Regions from separate parts of the Mus musculus genome. Here region 1 is linked to region 2. A link is a contact called in public targeted proximity ligation data. All regions are on one chromosome and are shown on one strand. The core of a region is the stretch at or near the end of the contact, and the rest is flanking DNA. Distances in the headings are between cores, read along the strand shown. Region 1 holds the start of Rab3il1 (RAB3A interacting protein (rabin3)-like 1). Region 2 holds the start of Sdhaf2 (succinate dehydrogenase complex assembly factor 2).

Region 1 (3,065 bases), core at 68-2,567, 510 kb before region 2:
GTTGTTGCAGGGTTTTATTTTGGTTTGTTTTTTTGGCTTTTTGAGACAGAGTTTTTCTGTGTAACAGTCCTAGCTGTCCTGGAACTCACATTGTAGAGCAGGCTGGCCTTGAACTCAGAGATCTTGCCTGTCTTTGCCTCCAGAATGCTGGGATTAAAGGTGTGTGCCACCACACCCTGGCTTTTCTGTTTTGAAAAGAGCCACTATTAGTTGGTGAAGATGGGTCCTAGGCAAGTCAAGGTTCTGGCAGTAGAGGTCCTTTAAAGCAGGTCTCCCATTCTCCTACCATTTACCATACTGGAATTCCATAAGCCAAGCGTGTGGTCGTAGTCACTGAGGGAGCTGAGGAGAAAGTATTAGTTCAGCCCAGAAGCTGGAGACCAATCTAGGTGGTACATGACCAACACCCTCAGAGAAGAGGGGGCTAAGGGAAAGGAGAGAGGGAGGCTGGGGTTCCAGCCTGGAGAATTTCTTCGTTTCACGTGGTCCTTAGCAGTTCAGAAGGGGCGGCTGTTGTGTAGATGGATGAGTGAAATGTGTTCTTACAAGCCCAGGGAGCACTGTAGACGCTGCCTGTGGGAGCTGGTCTAGCAGTACTCAAGGAGAGGTTGACTATGGGCTCTACTTATTGGATCCTGATCTGAGGCTGAACTTCATTCAGGTCAGTGGTTAGAGCCAGGATAAAAGGAGGGCATAGGAACTGAGGGACAGGTGACTAAGCTTTTTACAAATCTTTTTTTAAGTACCTGGGACAGACAGGTGCTAGCGAAGTTGGCAGAGACGTCTCCTGTGCTTAGGATGGCTTGAAAGGCAGGGACGAACAGAGTATTCAGAGATGCAAGAGGAGGGACCTGGAAGTAGAGCTGGTAAGATTGGGCCAAGGTAGCGCTCTCTTAGCTTAAACTGCTCAACGAATGATAACTTGTTCAGGGTCTGCCCCGCCCCCTTCCCAGAAGCCCAGTGTCAATCAGGGATTGATGCCATCTAAGAGCTCCAGAGACCGGTAACAGGGCTAGAAGTCTGAATGAGGGTACAGGAGCTGTTTGTCCACTTTGAGTGACAATCTGAGCGAGAAACAGAGCTGAGACCACCCCCGAGAGCCATTGTAGGTTCTCAAACAAGGGTGGACCAAAAGTGCAAGGCAGAAAGTGATAGGGAAAGGCGGAGGCCAGCTCTGGATGCAAGATGATGGAACCAGTCCCGTTCACTCTGGCGGGTCATTGTCCCCAGGCAGCAAGAGGGACAGGGCTGGGCCGGCAAAGGGGCGGGACCGGGCACGTGGCCTGGGGCCCGCCTCTCAGACACGTGACCCGCCCAGGGCAGGGGAAGGGCTCCGGTGGGGCGGAGCCGCAAACCCAGGGCGGCCAGCGGGACAGACTGGCGGTGGAGCGATTGACAGGCGGCAGGGCAGCTCTGGGGCCCCCGGCAGAGTTGGCGGCGCGCGAGGACGCGGCTACGGCGGAGACGCTGGGATGTGGAGCGGGTAGGTCCCTGCACGCCGGTGGCTCTGCGCTCCGTCTGGGCCGTGCTGGCCTCCTGGGATGGGTGAACAGGGGCTCACTGCTGTTGTTTGCACCCCACTTGGGAGATAATCTGTACTCTCAGCCCTGCCTGCAGCAGCGAGGTGCATTGTAGCATGAGGACACACTGCAGCCCGAGAGCTGAAAGGACCTTGGCAGGACCGATCTGAGTTGCCCCAGGGTGAGAAGGGTGACCCCCTCCAACTCCTAGCTCCAGTGGAGTGCATGAGAGAAGTGGTAGTGGGGGTGGTGCATAGTAGTATGCATACCTCAAAAGTAAATCTGGGGCACGTATTTAAAGGAGAGCACACCCATGAACTCTGGAGAAGCAGTGCAGTTGAGAAAGCTAGCTGTGTCTCTCCAAGGTCCATCCCTAGCTAGTTGACTAGAACCTTCTGATTCAAGATGTGAGGTGGGTGGTACCTTCCCACAGTCTGGAGGGAGATAGGCACAGACCCTGAGTCCTGGGTGAACCCCTTTCCCACCCCTCATCCTCACTTCCATCTGTTAGGGCCATCGGTTCTTGAAGCTGACTCCTGTTCTTGGCCAGTCTAATAGGAGGAGACCTTGCTCCCTGTTCACATAGGTTGATGTTCTTTCTTGTCTAAATAGACAAACGCCTCCTCCTTCCAGGACTGCAAAGACTAGGTCTTGCGGTTGTTCCTGCTAAGGACTGTTTCAGGATAGGCAGAGGATAGGCGGAAGGAGGAGAGCCCTGGGGAGGGGAACAGGTGAGATCTATTTACTCTCACGGACCCCAGCTGATTGGAGTCGAAATGCTAGGGGAACCATGCAGCTTCGACACGGCCAGGGCACTAGAACTGAGCTCCTGTGGGGTGTGGGCTGGCTTGATCTTTTAGAGGGAGCAGAAGTCAGCCTGTGTTTCTTGGAGAGTTGCTCCAGGGAAGGAGGCTAGCTAGGCTTGGGAAGTGTTTTGGGTGGGTTCCTGGTGCCTGCCTCTGGTGGAGGCAATTGTGCTTGGAGGAATGCATGTGCCTGGGGCTGTGTGTTTGAGGAGCAGCCTGGTCTGAAGGAAGCTGTGAGCCTTTCTGCTGGGTGGACCGAGACAATTGCTGTATGGCCCTCAGGGTAACAACACCCCCTTCTCTGGGTTGGAGCCAGCTTGAGCACTTTGGGGGAGGAGGAGGGTCAGAGGAGATGTCAGGTGTCCTGTCTCTCTCTGTATTCCCAGGTCTCTCACTGAACCTGGAACTTGTTGAGCCAAGCTGGTGGCGAGTATATGCCAGTGATTCTCACGGTGCTGTGTCCCCTCGCAGTGCTGAGCTTGCTGGTGCATATGATGACCACACTGGGATCTGAACTTGGGTCCTCAGGCTTACACAGAGAGCCTTCTTACCCACTGAGCCGTCTTCCCAGCCCTTGGACATAGGGATCCGAGTCTGAGTGTCTAGAATGTTCTGGGGACTTAGGGGCCTTGGAGCACTCCACTCCCTGCAGAAGGTGAGAGGGACCATGCTCCGGGTCATGTCAGCTCTAAGAGGTATATCCTAGGAGGTATGTATCCTAGCCCAGGAAAGCTTGGAG
Region 2 (2,977 bases), core at 471-2,970:
AGATAACCCACAACCCCCAGCTTTTCCCTGGAGATACAGAGCAGGGGTTGGGGGTGCGGGTGGGGGCATCCACCTGAAACTCCTGCTTCTCAGAGGCTGCCTGTGGAGCTGGCTTTTGTCTCTCTTGTCTCAGAGCAACAACAGGACACAGCCCATTCCAGATGCTGAGGGACCATAGAGACCAAGAGAGCTGCTTAGTTTTGGTGCAGAAGGCCATAGAAGATAAAGCAAGATAAAATCTAGTATTGTTTACAAGCCTCTTCCCCGAGGCTCGAGGAAGAGTTGAATGTATGGTTAATGTTCTAGAACATGGGGGTTGGCATTGCCGAAGGGACTGGTTGGTTTCTGTTTTGAACAACTTGCAACACTAACCAGCATACTCTAAGAAGTCCAGTAGCCACTGAGAATAAGAGAGCAGAGCAACCAGCTGGTCATGGTGCCTCATGACTGTAATCCACGCACTTGAGAGGCTAGATCAGAACTACTATGAAGCTGAGGAGTTTTAGTACCTAAAAAACAGGGTAGCAAGGAAGGAGGAGGGAACACTGAACAACTTAAAAGAGTGTTAACAAAACTACAGCATTGCAGAAACACCGACACACTTAAAACACCCTCCTCTGGCCTTCATGGGCACCTACACACATAGTATGCATAAACTCACAAAGGCAGATAAACACATGTACATACTTTTTTAGTCTAAAAAAAAGAATAAGAAAAGAAAATGCGATTGCCTAGCAGGCAAGGCTCTGGGTTTGGTGCTTAGCACAAACAACAAAATTGTCATATGTGATATAAAGAATATTACATAGTATTAAGGAGTTAGCAGTAAAGTATAATAATCATAAATATATGTGGATCTAATAGAGCACTCAAATATATGGAAGAGACACTTGACAGAACTGGTGGGGGAACACAACAGATTTTAATGCCACATTTTAATAAGGAATAGAATATATAGATGTCGGAATCAATACTAGACAACCAGAACAATACTAATTTAAGAATATTTAACTGAGATATACAGGCATTCCACACAAGAGATCATACATTCCTCTCAAATGTACAGATAATTATGCCCAGGAGATCACAAGTTGTCAAAAAACATGTCTTGATAAGTTTAAGATAAACCATACCAACTAGCTTTCAACACTACTGGAATAAAAACGGAAAATTCTCAAACATTTAAAACCAAGATGAGACAGGAGAATTACGAATTTGAGGCCAGCCTGAGTAACAAATTAAAACCGGCTTTTAAAAGGGAGACGGGGGAAGAAGCTCAAGAAAAGCTAGGAGGCTTTCGGGGGAGGTTCGGTAACTGTTCCTGGTATGCGTTGAGTCTCACACGGTGACTGGCCACCTAACCACATATTACCCAGTATTCTCACTCGAGCACACCGTGGGCTCAGGAAAGAATGGAAAATTCCCTGCATGATCGGCTCCAGCCTGCGCCTCGCCTTGAGGGGACCATTCCCTGGTCTGTGGGGTAGGTGAACTCTCCCTACAGTCTCCACGGCACAGAGGAGGACGAAACAGTCTTAGCTGCAGCCCGCCCCGAACCCGGCTCTCTCACCCGCGCCAGCGTCGGGATCAAGGTGACCACCGCCATCTCTCTCTTATAGCACAGTAAGCTGGCAACCGGGCCACTTCCGGGAATTCCGGGCGGTCGATCTGAGGACTTCAGCGGAGGTGGACCCCAAGCCGGAAGGCGCAACCGAGCGTATGGCGGAAGTAGCGGTGCGTGTGACGCCGCCGGTGGGGGGGGGGCGGGACCTGGGGCGGAGAGCGGTTCGCGCGCTTCGGGCCTAGTCGGGACTCTCCGCGGCCGCCGCCATATTCCCGGTAACGGGGGCGCGCGGCCCGGGGCCGGCGGGGCCGGAAGGAGGGCGGGGGCCGGCGCCGCGGAAGGGAGGGGGTCGGTTGGGGTGGCGGCGGCGGAAGACAGCGGGTGGAGGGAAGCGCGGGCCTCTGAGGGAGGGGCTGAGGTCCTGGAGCTGTGGGAGGGAGCAGGGCAGGCCTAGCCTAGGGCGAGGACAGGGCCCCGTTGGTGTGGAGGCGGCGGGAGCTTCCGGGCCCGCGGGGGCTCCGGCTTGGGACGCCCCCTGGGCCTAGCAGGTGCGACGGGCTGAGCTTGCGGCGTTCGCCGCGGTGGTTCACAGCGCGGCCTGAGGGCCCTCTCAGGAGTCGAGGCCCGGACTTGGCGGTGGCGCCATAGGCAACTACGGGCGCCGACTCGGAGCACCTCGGGTCGGGCCCGCGGGTGATGGGCAGCGAGCTCCGCGAGCCCGAGCGGCCTGGGAGAGCTGGGGGCGGCGCGAGGCTGGGGGCGGGGCAGAGCGGGTGGGGCCAGGCTCCCGGCCGCCGGGATGCTGCGTCTTGGGAGACTAGAGCTTGTTGACCCTTGCCCTCCTCCCAGCCTGGGACCCTTGTGCCTTAAAATTTTTTACCCTTTTCTGAATACCGTAGTGGCATCTTTCTTACTTTGTCGGTTCTCCGGGCTCGAGAGCGTATTTCCGGAGCCATGTCAGAAGGAGTGGATTTGATTGATATATACGCTGATGAAGAGTTCAATCAGGTGAGAGGAATTAGCAGCAGTTTTGGGGTTTCTTCCATCAATCTACTGGCAGTGGTTTCTCTCTCAGCTCAAAATAATTCCCTGTAATATCGAAGCGTTTCCCCCTAGCGGTGGCTTTGAAGACGACTGACCATTCCTCTTTAGGTTAATTTGAACCTCCAGGCTTCAATTTTAAAGGGCTTGCTTTAAGAGCAAATAAAAACCCAAGTGTAATAGTATGGTGAATCAGCCTGTGGAATTCTTTCCCCAAGTCATTTCAAAGTTGAATGACTAACCATAATTAAAAATGAAAATTACATTTGTTGTAGTACTGCGGAGATAATTTCGATGCTTGTTACTTTGCTGTTCTCTCAACTTGTGGCTCGAGCATGTTGGTCCCTCCCCCTGCTTGGTCCCCTCCCAATG

The links.
Region 1: a targeted proximity ligation map of bone marrow-derived macrophages shows a contact between it and region 2, with 2.5 times the contacts expected there. A contact is called at or near these places in 2 of 130 datasets of targeted methods (the NIH/3T3 cell line and bone marrow-derived macrophages).

What each region holds. Positions count from the first base shown.
Region 1 is chr19:10,016,877-10,019,941 of GRCm38.p6, forward strand. Rab3il1 (RAB3A interacting protein (rabin3)-like 1) reads left to right here and starts at 1,318. Exons shown (of 10, transcript NM_144538.3): 1 at 1,318-1,483. The coding sequence starts at 1,473.
Region 2 is chr19:10,523,489-10,526,465 of GRCm38.p6, forward strand. Sdhaf2 (succinate dehydrogenase complex assembly factor 2) reads right to left here and starts at 1,721. Exons shown (of 4, transcript NM_025333.4): 1 at 1,571-1,721. The coding sequence starts at 1,606. Cpsf7 (cleavage and polyadenylation specific factor 7) reads left to right here and starts at 1,756. Exons shown (of 10, transcript NM_172302.3): 1 at 1,756-1,839; 2 at 2,464-2,572. The coding sequence starts at 2,519.